Linked DNA regions of Sus scrofa: all the other regions are linked to region 1. The links are chromatin contacts, called in public Hi-C and HiChIP or PLAC-seq maps. All regions are on one chromosome and are shown on one strand. The core of a region is the stretch at or near the end of the contact, and the rest is flanking DNA. Distances in the headings are between cores, read along the strand shown.

Region 1 (3,992 bases), core at 585-3,084:
AATTAACTATGGGGCTCATCTTTTCAGCATCCTCAAGGGCCTCCCAGCCCAAAAGAAGTCTGAAAGAAGCCAGAGATCAAAACAGAGGTTCCCACCTTAGCTGTAGAATTAATCTGATGAACAGTTCAACTAACATCAGAACCAGAACCTATAGGTAAAGTCAAAGTAACTTCCCATTCCTAACTTTAAATCTCTAATCCAATTTTTTTTTTAATGCTTTCTCTCCAGACCCCACACTCAGGGTACCCCTCAAGGAGAATATAGTAAACATGACTTACACTGATTATTGCATTTACACAGCTTTCCAGAAGCGATAGTCCTGATGAGTTTTCCTTAAAGTACACCAGGGAGGTGTTTCCAGGGCTCTCTGCCACTTCAGGGCGTGCTGCTCTAATAACAAGCTCAGCTGGGCTGTGTCCTCCTGCAGCTTTTTGAGCAAGACTTCTCTACCCTGAAAACTGGCAAAAGACGGTGTGTGAAAGGTAGCTGCTGTAATAGCTCATGATAAGTAAGGGTCCACCAGACGAGGACCACACTGGACTCCTCCATGAATAAAAAGTATTGTGAAGAGGTTAGAAGCAAACAGGTCTGGGGTTAAATCAGATGTTGAAGTCAACTCTCCCCATGACCTTTAGGTAGATCACAACCTCTATGAACCCAAAAAAGTAGATAGAGCTTGAGAATCAAATGAGGTGATGCATTAATGTTCCTCCCTCCAAACCCCCTCAGTAAAGCTTGATAATTGCGAGTTCCAGGCCCAAAAACTATGAAAGCAGGAAAAGACCTTACAAGTGCAACATTTTTTTTTTCAAATAGAGAAACTAAGTCCCAAGTAAGATTGGTGTCCTCTTACCCTCACATCGCCACCCATCCCCCATACTTCTTTATGGACACTCGTAGAACATCCTCCTACCCAAGTCTGTGTATTTAAAGTTCCTGCAGCGCCTAGCAAAGAATGGGTTTTCAACTACTTTCCAGATTGAAGATTGGTATGGAAATGATTGCTAAGACCTATAAAAACTCTTTACAAAGCAACTTTGCTCTGATTTTCAAGAGCACAACTTTGTTCTTTCTTATCCTGTAGGTCCTGGCCAGTTTCAGCTTTAAGTAACAAGACCTCGAAGTTTACCTACAAAGAAGGAAGAGAGTGGAGTTCCCGGAGTGGCTCAGTGGTTAACGAACCCAACTAGTATCCACGAGGACGAGGGGCCTTGCTCAGCGGGTTAAGGATCCCGCGGTGTACGTCGCAGATGAAGCTGGGATCCAGCGTTGGTGTGTGGTGTTGGCTGTGGTGTAGGCAGGCAGCTACAGCTCCGATTGGACCCCTAGCCTGGGAACCTCCATATGACCCTAAAAGGACAAAAGACAAAAAAAAAAAAAAAAAAAAAGAAGAAGGAGGAAAAGGGTTGCCCACGCCTTCCTCTCCCCCATTCCTCAAGCTCAAATACAAGACAAAACGGAAGCTCGGGAAATTCAACGCGCAATAAGACCCTGGGGACAGGATTTGAACCCTCAAAGACCCAAGAGAAGTTCCCCACTATGACTCACCGCGTGAGCCCACCCAAACTGCACGCTCAGAGCAGCTGCAGTCAGCGGAGTGGCGCTAAACCCGTAGATACAAACTCCACCCTCAACCAATCAAAACACCCTCGGCCGCCACCGGACCAATGAGGAACAGCAGATGTGGCAGCCCGCATAGCCTCAATGCTTTCTGGGAGTTGCAGTTTAAAACGTAGAGCGGAACTCTAAATCCAGGTTTCCCCTGACTGATCCCGCCCCCTCCGCTCCCGGCCAATCAATAGCACTAGTCTAGGGGGGCATTCTCTCCCCCGCAACAGGTGACCGCTGGGAGGCAGGCCGCCAGCCAGATGTGGGGCGGAAGGACTGGGGCCTTGCTCCGGTTGTCAAGGCTGTGGCCAACAGGCCTCCTCTGGAGAGGACTGCTAAACTGCAATGTTGTGTCGCTGGCAGGAAGCAACTCCCCCCGGTGTTGGAACTGCGGCGGCCTAGGGGGCCCCCTGCGAGGAGACCAGTTCTTCTGCCCTCAGTGCCGTGCGCTGCAGCCACCTGACCCCGCTCGAGACTACTTCAGCCTCATGGACTGGTACGGGAGGTAGTTTAGGGAAACGCGTCTGGGCGAGTGAGAGGGGAGGAGAGGGAAGGAGAAAGTGGGACCAGTTACCTAGGTGGGCGGAGCCCTAGAGCACAGGGACTGGGGGTGGGGCCTGGGGGAGTGGTGGGTAGGATGTGTCCAGAGAGGAAGTTGAGGGGCGGACCTGAGCAACGATGTTTCAAGGGATGGAGTGTGGAGCGAGGACTGGGGGCGGGGAGTATGGTTAGGGGAAACTGAGGTTTGGAGGCTGCCTTGGAGGGAGTCTTAAGGGGCAGGATCTGAGTGGAAGGGAAGTTGAGAGTCAGGACTGAGGGAAGGGTGCTTGCGAGGCCCTGGAGGGTGGTGACTTGAGGAATTAGGTTCAGAACGCTTAAACTTGGGTTGAGACTTTTAAGAAGAAGTACTAAGTTGTTATCCAAAGCAAAAGCGTAATAGCAGGAAAAAACTTAATGCTGTGGGCATTAAGGCAGAGTCTAAGGGAAAAGTGAGAATTGGAAGATCTGAGAAATTGGAAAGAGGAAAAAACTTTACCTCCGAAGTTTGAGGAGCTTGGAGAGGTGCGTGAAGTTTGGGCGGAGCTAGGACAGGCAGCTCTGGGAATGGAAAGAGAAAGGGGATTAAAGTGAGACAGAGATGAAGGGACCTGGCCTTAGAAAAAGAAGTATGGAATTCAGGAATGCCTCTTCCCCTTAAGTGTGGGATCTGGCCCCACCAGTCACTGACACTGATGTTGGGCTGCACTAACACTACCCTTTAAGTTGCTCAAGTTTGCCAATCTTGTTCCCACTTCAGGGCCTTCCTTTGCATGTTCCCTGTGCCTGAATGAGCCTTCCTCTGATCTTTGAATATTCATTATCATTCACGTTTCAGCCCAAATAACATCTCTTTGTCCACCACCTCTACCATTCTCTGACCCTATTCTGTTTTTATTTGCAGTGCCTACCATTTTTTGAAAGAGCTCTGTCCACATGTTTATTGTGCCATCCTCCAAGAGAACAGGAACCAGGCCTGTAGTATATAAATTTGTAAATATCTGATGCATGAATTTCATCCCCTGATTTTCTTCCAGCAACCACTCTTTCAGAGTTGACACTTCAAAGCTCCAGCATAGGTACCAAGAACTACAGCGTCTTGTCCACCCAGATTTCTTCAGCCAGAGATCTCAGGTAACTTATTGGTCACCCTTAATCATACCCAAACACGTGTGCACCCTGAGTGATGGCAGTGGCCTTGTGGTTATGTGATTATCAAGGCTAGAGCTGTACAACCAGCTTCCTCCTAGGGCAGCCTAGCCCCAGCCAACTGTCCTTAACACTCAGAGCTTTTACCTGATTTCTCAGCAGAATTAGAACCACCATCCAAAAGTAAAAAGTTTATCCCACACCAGTTCTACTTTGGCTTCCTTATGTGCTTACCCATCAGTATTTTATGAAACAGTTTGTGCATGTGAGATGGCTGATTTGGGAGTCCCCGTCGTGGTTCAGTGGAAACTAATCTGACTAGTATCCTTTAGGGCACAGGTTCGATCCCTGGCCTCCATCAGTGGGTTAAGGATCCAGCATTGCTGTGAGCTACAGTGTAGGTCGTAGATGCAGCTGCGATCTGGCATCGCTATGGCTATGGCGTAGGCTGGCAGCTACAGCTGTGATTGGACCCCTAGTCCAGGAACCTCCATATGCTGCGGGTGTGGTCCTAAAAAAAGGCAAAAAAAAAAAAAAAAAAAAGATGGCTGATTTGGGTGGTAATATGACTATTTTCATTTTCTCTAACAGACTGAAAAGGACTTCTCAGAGAAACATTCGACCCTCGTAAATGATGCCTATAAGACCCTTCTGGCCCCCCTGAGCAGGGGACTATACCTTGTAAGGTGATTTTCCCA
Region 2 (3,992 bases), core at 983-3,482, 42 kb before region 1:
GGCTGCCTGATGGGAGAGGGAGGGAGTGGGAGGGATCGGGAGCTTGGGCTTATCAGACACAACTTAGAATAGATTTACAAGGAGATCCGGCTGAGTAGCATTGAGAACTATGTCTAGATACTCATGTTGCAACAGAACAAAGGGTGGGGGAAAAAATGTAATGTATACATGTAAGGATAACTTGATCCCCTTGCTGTACAGTGGGAAAATAAAATAAAATAAAATACATCTGCATAAACTACAAAAAAGAAACATTGAGAGAAAAAAGCACCTAATTTTCAACTTTTTTTCCTCAGGTGCAATCTCAACTCCTAAAATATTGTCTTCCTATACATTCATATTTTGTTCATGAACAACTACTGAAATTAAATCTACTGAAATTCAAAAAACATTTAAAAAAAAAAAAAACAGCCCCTGAAATATCGAATAACTTTCAATCCAACAATTCTACTTTAGCCTTGACTATGAACTAAACATAAATCTCAATTTCAAAACATCACATAAGGGAGTTCCCCTTGTGGCCAGTGGTAATGAACCCGACTATTATCCATGAGGATGCAGGTTCAAACCCTGGCTTCACTCAGTGGGTTAAGGATTCGTCACTGCCCTGAGCTGTGGTATAGGTTGCAGATAGGGCTAGGATCCAGCGCTGCTGTGGCTGTGGCATAGGTAGGTGGCTACAGTTCCAATTTGACTCCTAGCCTGGGAAATTCCATATGTTGCAGGTGTAGCCCTAAAAAGACCAAAAGAAAAAAAAATCACATTAAGATTATAAATACTGAGAGGTTTAAGCAAATTGCCAAATTTTCTGAATAAACAGTAATTCAGATTTGCTTTGATGAAAATGTAAATATTTACCTGCCTCAAAAGAACAAAATCCTATAAGCCTAGTGTTCCCAAATGATGAAGAAAAAAAATACATTTTTGTTATTCAGAATTTTGATTCATAATTAACTTACCTAGGTATACAGAGTTGATGGTTTATACTAAGCAATATATAGCCTGCCTTTGCCTAAAACATACTGAAAACAAGGCATTTGTAAAGTCACAAAAGTTGGGACCTGAGAAGAATCACATCATGCAGTAAATCTGACAGATATTAATATCAAAAAAGGTCCTGAATATATCCCCAAGAACTATTTTGAAAACTCTTTAAGCCTTCCTACAAATATTTACTAACCATCTACCATGTGCCAAGCACTGGCGCGGTTCCAGAATGCCATGGTGAGCTATAAACAGAAGAGGTCCCTGCTCGCAGGAAGCTTACCGTAAAATAGTGCTTGTCAAATCTGCCTGATTACAATAACTTTGGAGCTTTTGAAAAATTCAAAATCAGTTCCTCTGCCTTGGAGAGTCTGAGTCCGTGGGCCTGGCATGAGTTGTGACGCCTGTATTTTTATCAAGCGCTCCAGATTACTCCTTTGCCCTGGCTGTTTGGAAGGCCAGTGCTCATGGGCATCCCATCCCATCCAGCGGCCCGCCACACCTCCAAAGTCTAATTTCACTCATCGTCCTTCACCCTGAGGGATAGACACCGAAAACACACTAGGAAGCCGAGGTGGATGTAAGTCAATCCAAAATCACTCTGTGCTGAGCCACTGACGGACTTGTTCCCTTCCAAAGACGGACAGCTCATTCCCTTAGATTCCACCTGAGGCTGCCTGCACCTGAGCTTCCTGGGGCTGCGCCGACACCTGTCCCCCCAGCCGCTGCCGTCTACCTCTCCCGTGGGCCCGGGGTCGCCGGCAGCCACCGCCCCGCGGGGATAGAGGCCGGGGGAAGGCACCGCGCTCATTAGGCGCCGACTGTATACCAACCCCCCGCCCCCCACTCCACCCCGCGCGCACACACTACCGCAGAAACCCAGGCGGGCAGGCGGCAGACCCGGTCCCGCCGCCGAGCCGCTCGAGGCAGGGCTCGAACCTCGACGGTGGGGCGGCTTCCGCCTTACAGGCGCTCCTCAGCCACGGAGGCCCGGCCCGGCTCGCACCGACGGAGTTTCACAAAGAAAGTCTCCCGGCCCGCGCCCCTCACACACTCACCGGCGCCGGCGCCGGAGGCGACTCGGGCTCCCGGTGCCTTTGGCTCCGTACCAGGGTTGACCCCGGAATGGGCTCAGGCGCCGGCGGCAGCGACTGCTCCATCGCCGCGGGACCCGGGCCGCGTCCGCCTCGAGCTAACGGTCCCGCCAGCTAGGCGCGCGCGCCGGCTCCGCGCGCCATGTTCCCGCCGTGCCGCGCGCGGCCGCGGCAGCTCACACCACCCCCCGCCGCGCACGCTCCCCGCGCGCCTCCGCGGCCCCCCCCGACCGCGCACGCGCGCACTCGCTAGCCCCCTCCCCGCGCCCTCGGGAGCCATCCGCTGTTCCCAGAGTCGCGCCAACGCCCTCCGCATCGGCCCAGTCTAGGCCTGAGCGCTAGCGGTTCTGGGCTGGGCGCTGCCGCCTGGAGTCTTGCGGACCATGCGGGGCAAAACCCTTGAGCTGCTACCCGGCACTCCTGCTTTTTGTTTACCTGCTTGGGCTTGGGGCGACAGGATGGGCCAAAAGGAAATTACCCGCAAGAAGTGCTGGTGTGAAGAAGCCGCTGAGGCGATGAGATCTCATCCTGGAGGTGTGTGAACACGTGCGCCAGTCTTAGTGGCACAGATGATGTTCATATCCCCGGGAAGCCAGACGCAATGGGGAACTCGAGTTCAAGTCCTGCAACTCCGCTAACCTTTGCATGATTAAGGTCAGGTCTCCAGCAGCCTTTTTCTCCTTAATTAGGAAGTCGGACAACTAAGGAGTGCTATCGGGAGGACTTAAAATAATCCAGCTAAAGTGTCAATATTGTGGTAAGCTGGTGACAAGATTTAGGTAACTTTTTTTTATGATTAAAACCCAAGGCTTGGAGTTCCCCTCGTGGCGCAGCAGTAAACGATTCCAACTAGGAACTATGAGGTGGCAGGATCGATCCCTGGCCTCATTCAGTGGGTTAAAGATCCGGCGTTGCTGTGAGCGTGGTGTAGGCTGCAGCCACGGCTTCAGTCTGGCGTTGCTGTGGCTGTGGTGCAGGCCGGCAGCTGTAGCTCCAATTCAACCCCTAGCCTGCGAACTTCCATAGGCCATGAGTGCGGCCCTAAAAAGACCGGGGCGGGGGTGGGGGGGGAACGGCCTCTTGAAAAGAGAAATTTTCGGTTCAAGTCTTGCCTCCACCACTCATAAACTGGGAGCAGGTGACTTGACAGAGCCAGAGAGCCCTGATCTCTGAGTCTACAAAGTACAAAGGGAGGAGTTGTAGTAATACCTCACAGGCTTGAGGTGAGCTCTCAGATGAGGCACATAAGGTCTCTGAGCACAATGCCTGGCACACACCAAACTCTCCAAGCTTCGATGGTGTAATTCCAGCCCTATCCTTCCAAGACTCCTGAAAGTTTAATGAAGGGGGCTCTGCTCCCAAATCCTGTGGTATAATTAGCTGGGAGGGGGTTCACTCAGCTGTGGGGCTGGATAGATTGTTACTTCCCACATCTTCACTTTCCATTCTCTGCCCCAAACCTCTCTGAAAACCCTAAAGCTGGCACAAAAACAACAGCAGAGAATGTTTTCCCTACTTAAAAAAAAAAAGAAAAGAAAAAGAGTATCCAGGGGTCTCTTGGAATTTGTAAAATTGTTTATTAGTCTGGCCTTTTCCAAAAAAAAAAAAAAAAAAAAAACAAAAAACTTTTTTTTGATTTTAAAAACTCAACCCAGAATAAAACAATAAAAGGAACATACTGAAAAAATCCTGGGGCTGGAACCTTACTTCAGGCATTTGGAGCCAGGTGCTCAAACAATAACCTCTATCTGTCTACAGTTTCTCTAAGCTTTGCCTCCCTCACTGATGACTTCATTCTCATGCAGTTCTCTCCAGTGTCCCAGGCAGCTCCTAGCTCATATCTGACCAGGAAAGCTGGAGCTGTTTCCCTGCAGTTCCAGCCAGTCTTGGGTTGACTTTCACTGCATTCATTTT
Region 3 (3,992 bases), core at 956-3,455, 49 kb after region 1:
GGGTCACCTTTAACACAATACCCCCGACTACTAATACAGACCTCAACAAAGGTAACTTGTGGCTTTAATTTAAATATGATTGGTTTTTAAAAATCCTATCTTGAGGGAATTTCCGTTGTGGCTCAGCGGTAACATATCTGACTAGTATCCATGAAGAAAAGAGTTTGATCCCTGGCCTCAACCAGTGGGCTAAGGATCTGGCATTGCTGTGAGCTGTGGTGCAGGCTGGCAGCTGCAGCTCTGATTTGACCCCTAGCCTGGGAACTTCCATATGGCGAGGATTTGTCAAATCCACAAATCCTGTTTCAAAGTAGCAGGTAGAAATAAAAATGGTAGTGATGGACTGTAAAATCAACAAATGTTAAAAAAGAAAAAAAATACCACAAATACTCCTTAGTATTCAAGATGTGTAACTGACAACAATTTAAGTTTAGGTAACAAATGGACCCTAAAAGGGGAAAGGAACCCTTGGTGGACTTTTGGCCAAGACAGGAAAGGTCTCAAGTTTAGGTAATGATTTCCTATTTGCTTTTACTACTTAGTACTAACTGATAAAAGACTAATGTAATGTAATCCACCAACTCTTAAATATAGCACCAAATGCTAGAGTCCATTACTCTGCTCTCCTCAAGCTTCACACTTAATCAATTACCTATCTACCCTCACTTAGATTAGTTTAAGTTTTAATTATACATCCACTTGTATTCTAAAGGGGATGAAACAACTCAAGGCATTATTGCAAATAAGAGACCATTCACCAAGGGAAGATACACACAATGGATAAAAGATAAGAATTTGATCTTAAGTATTTTTACCTCTTCTTCCAAATCTACCACTTGTTGCTCCAGCTCACTCATTCGAGCTTTCTTTCGGTCTCTGGCAGTCTGAGCTGCTACTCTGTTTTTCAGTTTCCTGAGGACAGAAAGAGATACCACACTGACTCATCTTAAACCTTATTCATAGCTTTATTTGAAAACCTGGCCAGCTGGTGCTTTCATTTTTAACTTATAGCATAAGGCAGACTAATGGTAAAATACACTTCAGACTTCACCCTTCAAAGAAACAAAACCGAAAAATTAGCCTTCTGTGGATCTAGCTTGAAAACCTGCTTTATTCTCCCCCATATTGCGTCATCCACCTCAGTCTTATCCCGGCCACAGCACTGAGGCTGGACACACAGCGTCATGAGATATCTCCTCCTCCCCTTTCTACTCTGCTGCTGCTTCCCGACTCCCTCGAACAGGATCCAACCCGGACTGATTAAATCTAATGTGGGTTGCAATGCCGCTGACATAAACGCTCCCTCAGCAAACAGCTCAGACGGGTGAAAGGCTGAGGCGATTTTTGCCCTGGTGCTGAGGCCGGTCGGCTCGAGAAGCACTTAATAAATCACAAAAAGCAAACAGATCATAGAAGAACTAATATTTAAGGAGGACTAAGTACTAGATATTTCTCTATTTCCCCAACGACCTCAGGAGGCAAATATCATTTTAAGGACGCAGAGACTGAGTTTGACTAGTGAGCCTTCTAAGGCTCACAGCCCCTTCAACAGCTGTCATTTCAGACCCGTGCGCCTCCAAAAAGGAGGTAAATCAATGGACTCCATGTTACAGCCCTAATTCAGAGAAGCTTAACAACGGATTTGTGGTCACACAGCGAGAGGGCCCAGAACCCAGGTACTCGCAGACCCAGCTGTGGTCATCTCTAATGAGAGAGAAAAGAATTTAATAAAAAAGGCCTGCTCAGCCCTGGACTCCACCCAACGCAGTAGAGCGGCCGGTCCAGACTTCCTGCCCTCGCCCCGCCCCGCGCCACGCTGGCGCTGGCACCCAAAAGGCCGTCAGAGACCGACCGTGGCGGGAGGTCAGCTCCCGGCCCAGAACCCCTGTCTCTCCTTCGGATTGGCTCTCAGACCTCGGGCCCTAGCCCTCTGGGTCCGCGCCCCGACCCTCGCCCACCTCCGTAACGCCTTCTCTTCGGGGCTCAGGTGCGTGAGGCGCTGTCTCTTGCGCGTCTGGGGCGGCCCCCCGCTTGCCGCCTCCGGGCTGGCCCCTCGCTGGCCCGGCACCATGATAGGCAGAGCCCGGCCGGCCGGAGCTCCAGCGGCGGCGGCGGCGGCGGGCTTCCCGGAGAGAAGCAGTACTTTGGGGGCCCCGGCGGCCGGGCTCTGCGCAGCTGCCACCACCACCATGGCTGGAGCGTGTCTACGCCTGTGCGCGCCGCCGCCGCCCAGTGGGCCAGCCCCCCCAGCGCCCAGCCTTTCTAGGATCGTGGCCCTCCACGATTGGCCAGCTCCGTGTGATGTAGGCATATCTCAGCGCCTATTGGTCCGGTGGACCCGAAGGGGGCGGTGCCAGGGCGTCCAGCGTGGCATCCGCGGTGCTGGGCTGGGGACGCTGGGCTTTTTTTTCCGCTCGGCTGACCGGTAGGCGTCGCTGGGTGGCGGGCTGGTAGAGGGTTCTGGAGGGCTGGGTTGTGGAGAGCCCCTAAGCTGGTGAGGAAGAGTCTGCAGCCCGACGGAGTTTCTTCAGTAAATAGATTTCTCCCCGAATGACAAGAGTTGAATTTCAAACCAGGAGATTTCCAGACTGACGAATTTTTACCAAGACTAACAGATTTTTACCCAGTCTGACAGAATTGTATCTCATTCCCCACTTAGGGCCCAGAGTGCAAAATCGAGAGACAGTTCAAATTGGGCCTTGGGTTAGAAAAATGCTTGCAAAAACATTCTGCAACATAAGTCTTCAGGAAATGAGGTCAAGTACTTTAAAACTGGGTTCAGGAGTTCCCATTGTGGTGTAGCGGGTTAAGGACGTTGTCCCAGTGAGGATGTGGGTTTGATCCCTGCTTGTAGCTCAGTGGGTTAAGGATCTGTGTGTTGCCACAAGTTATGTGGTAGGTTGCAGATGCAGCTGGGTCTGGTGTTGCTGTGGCTGTGGTTTAGGCCTATAGTTGCAGCTTGGACTCAGCCCCTAGCCTGGAAGCTTCATATGCCACAGGTGCAGCTCTTAAAAAAACAAAACAAAAACTAGGTTTATTGAATTAGAAAGATGTGGTATATATACTCAATGGAATACTACTCAGCCATAAAAAAGAACAAAATAATGCCATTTGCAGCAACATGGAAGAAACTAGAGTCTCTAGTTCTAAGTGAAGTAAGTCAAAGAGAAAGACAAATATCATATGATATCACTTATATCTGAAATCTAATACACAGCACAAATGAACCTTTCCACAGAAAAGAAAACCATGGATGTGGAGAACAGACTTGTCCATTGCCAAGGGGGAGGGGGAGGGAGTGGGATGGATTGGGAACTTGGTTAATAGATACAGACTATTGCCTTTGGAATGGATTAGCAATGAGATCCTGCTCTGTAGCACTGGAAACTGTGTCTAGTCACTTATGATGGAGCATGATAATGTGAGAAAAAAGAACCCATACGTGTATATGTAACTGGGTCACTATGCTTTATAGTAGAAAATTGACAGAACACTGTAAACCAGCTATAATGAAAAAAAAATCATTATATATTTTTAAAAATTAAAAAAAATAGGTTTAAGTGAAAGCTTAATAAATCATAGGTGTTCTCTCTGAGTGGCAGGAATATGTGTGTGTGTGTAATTTCTAAACTGTCTACTGAGTATACATATTATTTACTTATTTTAAATGAAAATAAGATGTTTCCACGTATAAAAGATGAGGAAAGGTTCAGGGCTTCTGCCTGCAGCAGCCCTTGTGAAAGAGAGGCCTCCAAACTGTAGCTAGAGATCAGTTAAGACACAGGAATATTAAAATGGAGAAACCCAAGGAAACACCCCACAAGGCATTTTCTTTTTCACTTTTTTGAAGCAAATTACAAAATGTTAAGTTCCCTAGAATTACAAAGCAAGACTTTCTTTAACAAGTAGTTACTGCAATCATTTCTTTTAACAAGTAGTTATTGCTTCCTCTGTGCTTAGTACTGTTCTAGGTTCTAGGGACGCAAAGATTA

The links. A called contact is a pair of places that touch in the nucleus more often than the background predicts. HiChIP or PLAC-seq counts read pairs in DNA pulled down with a chosen protein or histone mark.
Region 2: an H3K27ac HiChIP or PLAC-seq map of alveolar macrophages shows a contact between it and region 1. The contact joins the promoter of TTC28 here to the promoter of HSCB in region 1. A contact is called at or near these places in 2 of 47 Hi-C or Micro-C datasets (embryonic fibroblasts and epiblast stem cells) and 2 of 2 datasets of contacts at active chromatin or transcription factors (alveolar macrophages and skeletal muscle).
Region 3: a contact with region 1 is called in a Hi-C map of liver, with 3 times the contacts expected there. The contact joins the promoter of XBP1 here to the promoter of HSCB in region 1. A contact is called at or near these places in 1 of 5 promoter capture datasets (liver), 6 of 47 Hi-C or Micro-C datasets (alveolar macrophages, blood, heart right ventricle and 2 more) and 2 of 2 datasets of contacts at active chromatin or transcription factors (alveolar macrophages and skeletal muscle).

What each region holds. Positions count from the first base shown.
Region 1 is chr14:45,965,674-45,969,665 of Sscrofa11.1, forward strand. HSCB (iron-sulfur cluster co-chaperone protein HscB, mitochondrial) reads left to right here and starts at 1,835. Exons shown (of 6, transcript XM_021074052.1): 1 at 1,835-2,104; 2 at 3,183-3,279; 3 at 3,886-3,975. The coding sequence starts at 1,869. It overlaps CHEK2 (checkpoint kinase 2), which reads right to left and starts at 456. Exons shown (of 15, transcript NM_001137638.1): 1 at 279-456.
Region 2 is chr14:45,922,794-45,926,785 of Sscrofa11.1, forward strand. It overlaps TTC28 (tetratricopeptide repeat protein 28), which reads right to left and starts at 2,233. Exons shown (of 24, transcript XM_021074051.1): 1 at 2,043-2,233. The coding sequence starts at 2,144. It also overlaps a transcript of CHEK2 not described here.
Region 3 is chr14:46,014,321-46,018,312 of Sscrofa11.1, forward strand. It overlaps XBP1 (X-box binding protein 1), which reads right to left and starts at 2,206. Exons shown (of 6, transcript NM_001271738.1): 1 at 1,959-2,206; 2 at 816-912. The coding sequence starts at 2,191.